2 separate regions of the Mus musculus genome follow, and region 1 is linked to region 2. Evidence: chromatin contacts called from public HiChIP or PLAC-seq data. All regions are on one chromosome and are shown on one strand. The core of a region is the stretch at or near the end of the contact, and the rest is flanking DNA. Distances in the headings are between cores, read along the strand shown. Region 1 has its middle 20 kb from the start of 1700021F07Rik. Region 2 overlaps Pmepa1 (prostate transmembrane protein, androgen induced 1).

The links. HiChIP or PLAC-seq counts read pairs in DNA pulled down with a chosen protein or histone mark.
Region 1: an H3K4me3 HiChIP or PLAC-seq map of the 230-238 cell line shows a contact between it and region 2, with 11 read pairs. The contact joins two enhancer-like sites. A contact is called at or near these places in 2 of 15 datasets of contacts at CTCF or cohesin (CD8 T cells and the NIH/3T3 cell line), 44 of 484 Hi-C or Micro-C datasets (B cells, CD4 T cells, CD8 T cells and 36 more), 20 of 115 datasets of contacts at active chromatin or transcription factors (the 230-238 cell line, T-cell acute lymphoblastic leukemia, bone marrow-derived dendritic cells and 15 more) and 3 of 9 other capture datasets (adipose tissue, liver and pancreatic islet).

Annotation. Positions count from the first base shown.
Region 1 is chr2:173,540,269-173,543,923 of GRCm38.p6, forward strand. No RefSeq gene overlaps it. Among named protein-coding and RNA genes, the nearest start is that of 1700021F07Rik, 20 kb to the left of the region's middle. Within about 2 kb of position 1,748, at least 13 of the 459 cell types and tissues checked have an H3K27ac peak or open chromatin away from gene starts, as enhancers often do. A contact at or near this core is called in the 230-238 cell line, where this site is marked.
Region 2 is chr2:173,241,644-173,244,928 of GRCm38.p6, forward strand. All of the region lies in intron 1 of Pmepa1 (prostate transmembrane protein, androgen induced 1), which reads right to left. Among named protein-coding and RNA genes, the nearest start is that of Zbp1, 24 kb to the left of the region's middle. Within about 2 kb of position 1,403, at least 33 of the 459 cell types and tissues checked have an H3K27ac peak or open chromatin away from gene starts, as enhancers often do. A contact at or near this core is called in the 230-238 cell line, where this site is marked.

The DNA.
Region 1 (3,655 bases), core at 498-2,997, 300 kb after region 2:
TGTCCACAAGGTGAGTCTGTGGTCCAGACCTCCCTGCACAGGACGTCTCTCCGCACTAGGCTTGAAGTGAACCTTCTGGGGTCCACAAGCACATACCCCTTCTTCATGGGTAATATTAGCTTGATTTCTTGCTGTGATAAAACACTATGACCAAAAGCAACTTGGGAGGAAAGGATTATTTGGCTCACAGGTTACAGTCCATCAGGGAAAGCAAGAGAAGAACCTGGGGCAGGGACCTGGGGCCAGACACTCAAAGCAGAGGCCACAGAGGGGTGCTTGCTCCTCGTGCCTTACACTGCCTGCTTTTTTATACATCCTAGGACCACCTACCCAGGGAAGACACCCCCACAGGGAACTGGGCCTTCTGCATCAGTCATTAATTAATCAATCAAGAAAATGCCCACAGGCTTGCCTCCAGGCAGATTATGGAGGCATTTTCTCAGTCGAGGTTCCTTCATCTCACATGGCCCTAGCTTGTGTCACATGGACAAAGCTAACCATCCCTGGGAAATTTCATTCATAGGAATATGGTTGTAAACATCCCAAATAAAGATATCCCCTTAAACAGCAGCACACTTGAAGAGGACTGACTTTTTGGTGTTCTGGAAAGAATTCCCAGTCGCCCCCAGGGTGTCCCTGAGTCCTTGGAGAAGCCACTGTCCCCACCACCCACCATCTTCCCCTCTGCGGCAGCTCTTCTGGGGACTTGGGGACCTGCCTACCCTTCCAGAACACCCTGCCATACCAGCTCTGGGGTGGGGGTGGGGGGTGGGGTCAGCTGCAAGCAGCACAGCTCTACCTCCCCTGGGGGGGGGGGGAGATGGGGGATGAGGAGAGAGAGAAGTGGGGGGAGATGAGGAGAAAGATGGACAGGGGTGGAGATGTTCAACCAAACCACAAGTGCTGGGCATAGGTAAGGGGGGAAGAGGAGGGAAGGAGCCAAGGGAAAGGAGGAGCCAAAGGGGGCAGGATGCAAGGACCCATGGGTATGAAGAGGCAAGAGGGAAGGAGAGGGAAGGGTTTCCAGCCCAGAGAATGAGTATGGGAAAACCTGAGCACAGGGAAATGGACCCCAGGGCCAGACTCTGTGGGTAAGCTGTCATGGTGGGCATAGGTCCTCTCTGTTCCTCCTGTAGAGAACCACACCCAGCAAAGACTATGGCATCAAGACCTTCCTCCTTCCATCAACGGCGTCTGCCAAAGGGATCCTGACCTCTCTGCCCACTGGCATCTCTGTTGTATCTAGCATTCATCCAAAACTACCCCAGTTGGTGTTTAATTCCATCCCTGGACAATGGTGGTGGTCACTAACCGGGGGCTGGCCTGGGTTTGTGTATCCCTTCCACTTACTCAGATGAGGCTGGGTTCGAGGGAGCCAGGCTGGGCTGGGGCACTGGGACCAGGTACTAGGGTCTCATAGAGTTACTTCAGTCACTGCAGTGGGCCAGTGCTCCTGGAGACTCAGTCTCCCTCAAAGGGCATCTGAGAGACATATGAAGGTCCCTGTCCTGTCCTTGACCTCCAGCCCTAAAGGTTGCAGCCCCTGCTGGTAGCTCTGGGCTTTAGTTTCTTTAAAGACGAGGTTCTGTGGCTCTCTGCAGAAGGCACTATGAGTAACTGCTGAGATGGCTGACAGGGCAGGGCTCTTATCAGGTGACAGCTTGTGATCCTTGGAGACCACAGAGCCATCCCAGCAACCCTCCTGCAGGAAGGCACACAGCCTGATCTCACCATAGGCCTCTGATGTCCTGCCGCTGCCACCGCCGCCCTCTACACACTCCCCCAAGGGCCCAGAGGGCCCTTTCCTCAGCACAGCTGGGGAGACAGGACTTGCACCTGGCTCCTCCCCAGAGTCTCAGGATTTCCACAAGGCCAAGCTTCCAGGAATCTGGATGTGCACCCTGGCCAGTCACTATCAAAGACAGACAGACAGAGCCAGCATTGACTGCACACTTGCTGTGCACCATGCACACTTGCTGTGTACCATGCACACTTGCAGTGTACCATGAGCACTTGCTGTGTACCATGCACACTTGCTGTATACCATGAGCACTTTCTGTGTACCATGCACACTTGCAGTGTACCATGCACACTTGCAGTGTACCATGCACACTTGCTGTGTACCATGTACACTTGCTGTACACCATGCACACTTGCTGTACACCATGCACACTTGCTGTGTACCATGCACACTTTCTGTGTACCATGAGCACTTGCTGTGTACCATGCACACTTGCTGTAAACCATGCACACTTGCTGTGTACCATGCACACTTGCAGTATACCATGCACACTTGCTGTGCACCATGCACACTTGCTGTGCACCATGCACACTTGCTGTGCACCATGCATACTTGCTGTGTACCATGAACACTTGCTGTGCACCATGCACACTTGCTGTAAACCATGCACACCTGCTGTGTACCAGCTATTGCTCAAGAAATTCTGGGTTTATTCCACATTTCAAATGGCAGGGAGGGACTCTGGAGTCTGAGTTTAAGCATCAGGACATCAGGGCACATCGAGGCACAGGAGACCACAGTGAAGCTCCAGCAGGCTGAGCCTGTGGCAAACCCATGTGTGACAAATTTCTGCGGGGTTCGATCTATACAGATGGCCTTGGGGGCAGAAGCCAAAGAGTGCCTTTGAAGCAGCAGGGCCTTGGCAACCAGGGCTCAGCCCCTCAGGGCTTTGCCAAGGAGCAAAGGGTTCTGCTGCTCTGGAGAGGAAGCAAGGCCAGGCATCAGAGCCACCAAATCCTCGGACCCTACCCCAACCTGGTGCCAGTTCTCTTACTGTCTCAGTCATAGTTTTCCCAAAAATACTTCTTGGAAGAAAATAGTTGAAACTTTGTTTTCTACTCTGACCATTCCACAAAACCCTGATGAAGGAGTCTAGCGAGAAAGAAAGACAGTGTGCACACACACAGGTGCACACATATGTACTCATTCACACATGCGTATGCACAGGCACACTGGTACATACACACACACATACATACAGGCACACATTCATACACTAATAGGTCACTGGATACCACAGGCACACATGCACACACTCACTCACACACACATACACACTCACACACATGCCCACACACTCATACACACTCACACACATACATACTCACACACTCACACACACATACACACACACATACACACACACACACATACACACACTCACACAGGCCACTGGTTATCATCTCCACAAGTGAGTAGACATGCGAGCGTTTTCTGAGGACACACTTCCTCAGGGGGTGTCAGATCTCAGCTTGGATCCTGCTGCATCCACTTTCCACAGTCAGGGACAGCAGGGGCCTGACATTTTTCACAGAGGTAGCAACTCCATCTGATGTCTCTGAACTGCACCTCGACAAATAGCAGTCACTTCTGAATCTACTTCTCCGAAAGGTCACCAGCCAGACACCCACAGAAAAGCCAGCCGTCACTGTCACTGTCCCCGTTCCCCCTCTCCATGTCCTCCACATTGTGTCCCTCCTCCCTCAGTCTGCCTTGTAGAACTGCACAAAGGGAGAAAGGTACCAGAGAGGAAGCCCACCTGCCGGGCTTGTTACCTGCCTGGCTGCCAGCATTCCCTATTCTTCTGTTCACCAATAAGAGGCAGTCCCATCACGCACGCAGGGCCTGGCTCAC
Region 2 (3,285 bases), core at 153-2,652:
TGTCACCCAACAAACCCAGCAAACATTATTATAGAATCCCATGTACTAGTCAAAAGATGATCTCTGTCTGAGGCCCTCTTGGCCTCAGGGTGAGAGATGTCTGGGCTCCCACAGTCCCCTCTGTTGGGGGCTGCTCTGTATATTTACAGCATTCCTGGGATTTGTCTCATCACCTCCTTGGTGACATCTACATGTGGGCACAAGTCACTCCGGCTGAGAGCTGATGGCACACAGGTCTGCCAAGGGGAGGAGGCAGTCATGGTCGGACAGGGAAAAAGGGACACAGAACAGAGGCCCATTTTACAGAAAGAAAAAAAAAGGAATTAAGAATGTTGACTTCTGGCCTGGTGTGGTGGCGCACGCTTCTAATTCCAGCATTCGGGAGGCAGAGGCAGGCGGATTTCTGAGTTCGAGGACAGCCTGGTCTACAAAGTGAGTTCCAGGACAGCCAGGGCTCCACAGAGAAACCCTGTCTCGAAAAACAAAAACAACAACAACAACAAAAGAATGTTGACTTCTGAAAGGCCAAGACTGCACTTTTATCTTTTGTGTTACTCTGCTGTTTGCATTAGTGTGTGAATGTGTGTGCATGCAAGGTGTGTTTGTAGGTGTGTGTATGCATGCATGCATGCACACGCACACATGAGTGCAGGAAACCTTGGAATCTAGGTGCTGGGTCCCCCTGGAGCTGGAGTTGCAGGCAGTTAGGAGAGCCACCTGACACAGGAGCTGGGGATCAACCTTGGGTCCTCAGAAAGACTAACACAGTACTTTAACCACTAAACTGTTTTCAAGCCTCATGCTCTGCTTTTTTCCTGTGGGCGACTGAACTCAGACTCTCACGCTTGCCCACTGAACCATCCCTCAAGGCCCACTGTTTGCCCTTTTAAGAGAAGCATTCATAATTTGTTTTATCTTTTGAGACAGGGTCTCGATATATAGAACAGGCTGGCCTCAAACTTACAGAGATCCGCTTGCCTCCCCAGTGCTGGGATTCAAGGCCACCATGCCGACTACAGTCACCATTTTAATTTAAGGAATCTTAATGACATACTCAAAAGATCCCTTGTGTGAGTCTGTTTATGGATATGAGTTTCTAAGTGTTGGCCAACAATGTAGCTCATGATGCCCTCCCACCCCAGGAGGTGCCTGTGTTCCCTGGAAACCAGCATGTATTTTCCTCACTTACTGATCTTAAAGGGCCTGGCATCCCCCCCCCCCCCAACATGAGTCAGGGGCTTCAGCACCCAGGAGAAGGGAAGTGAACCCGAGCTCTGTTTCCAAGGTTTTGGAACAAAAGGCTCAGCTCTAAAGCTGGGGCACAATGCAATGGGCATTGAGCCCCTTCTCAACGGCTCTGTATTCAGTCCTAGGGGCCTCATTGACGCCTGCCGCGTGCTGAGGAGCCAAGGGTCAGCTGGGAGGAGTCTCAGTGCTCACCCGGGGGTGGCCCTGCCTTTCAGAAGACCTGGGACAGAGGCGGGTGGTGAGAAGGGGGTGGTGAGGGGCAGCCTGTATCCCAACTCCATATCGCTCCCAGTGGCCAAGAGTGTGGTGATACTGCACTGTGCGGACTCCTTCGCTGAGCCTCAGTTTCCGCTTGAGAAAAGCAGAGATTCCCGAGCACCTTCTCTGTAAGGCTGCAGAGCTGATAGAGTCAACAACCGTGGACAGTGCCATCTGGGGCTGAAGGACAGCTAGCCCCACCCTGACAGTTACAAATGCAGCTGCTCTTGCAGGGACCCAAGTTCCCTCTGAATTCCCACTTCAGGTGGCTCACAACTGCCTGTAATTCCAGCTTCAGGGGAACCTGACACCCTCTTTTGACCTCCTAGGATACACACAGACACACACACACACAGACACAAACACACACACAAATGCTCCTAGTGACAACCACTGGGAAGGCAGGCCTAACACACCTACTCAGTGTCTGCCCAAGCCCCCCCCCCCCCACCCAATTTATCACTTGTGGCCTCCTGATGGCTTTGCCCCAGTCCTGCAGCCTAGGCTACCTTCTCCCTGCTGACCTTCACTACAGCTACCTCCAGCTTTCGTTCTCCTGGCAACTTTAAACTCTTCCACGAAGGGCTTACTTCTGCGAACACCACCTGTTCCATCTGCCAGGACTTCTAAGAAAACGGTTAAGTCAGGAGTGACAGGCACTTGGCCTGTCAGGTGGCCTCTGGTAGCGGTGCCAGTCTGTCAGTATGCACTCTAGTCCAGCAGGCACCCTCGACTGGCGTGAGCCTGGCAAGCCAGAAACATGCTACCTAACTAACTGGACTTCTTCTCATCACCTCTCAAAGCCCAGCTTGAGAGCTGCCCGTGAGCACTATGGTACAAAACCAGACCACCGTAAAGAGACTCTCAGGGTCCCCTGGGCAATCTCTCCTCAGTGTTGGGAGCCATAGCAGTGCTCAAACGGCAGAGGAGAGCAGAAGTCTCTCCACACATGGCCAGTTAAGCAACAAGGAGCACTGGAGCACTACAGGTGCTCCCAGGCTATGTCTGGCTCCTACCTCCATGATGTGTGGCCCCGAGTAACTGCCTCAGCTTCAAGAGCTTGTTCCCCCAGTATAAACACTTTCTACCCTTGACCCCTTCTTAACAGGAAATTTTTATTAAACTTTATTTATTTAGTGGGTGTGGCACGGTGCACATGAGGTCAGAGGACAACTTGGGTTTTCTCCACCACACGGATCTCAGGGATTGAATCTGGTTTGTGTCAGGCTGGGCAGCAAATGCCTTTAACCTGCTGAGCCATCTCACTGAACCTGGCAATTTCCTTGGTACAAGAGAAGATATTAACCCTGGGCATATAGGTATATAAAACAGCACACAAATATTTATTGATAAGTCACAAAGAAATTTATTTAAAAGTAATTCTTTGGCATATGTATCATGTTGCTATTTATCAAGTATGAGAGCAATTTGCATACTAATGAGATAGGTGTGCCTATTTACTTCACATAAAGAATTAAATCCTGGCTGCATATGTGGTCCTGGAGGATGGCACATCCTTCTCAATGCTTTCTAGAGTTGGCTGATATTCTGATGTTGTAATAGGGAACACGAGAAGGCAAATTTGCCTGAATACTTAACTATAAAATGGCATTAAATGGTAGGCAGGGCATTTTTTAAATTATTGAAAATTCTCTTCTAATCCCAAACCAGAATTCATTTAGAGTGGGTTTTTTTTTCTCCCTTTTTAGAAAAGTTGGGGGTTGGAAAGTGGGAGCACTGCTGATCTTCCAGAGGACTTGGGTTCAGTTCCCAGCGTCT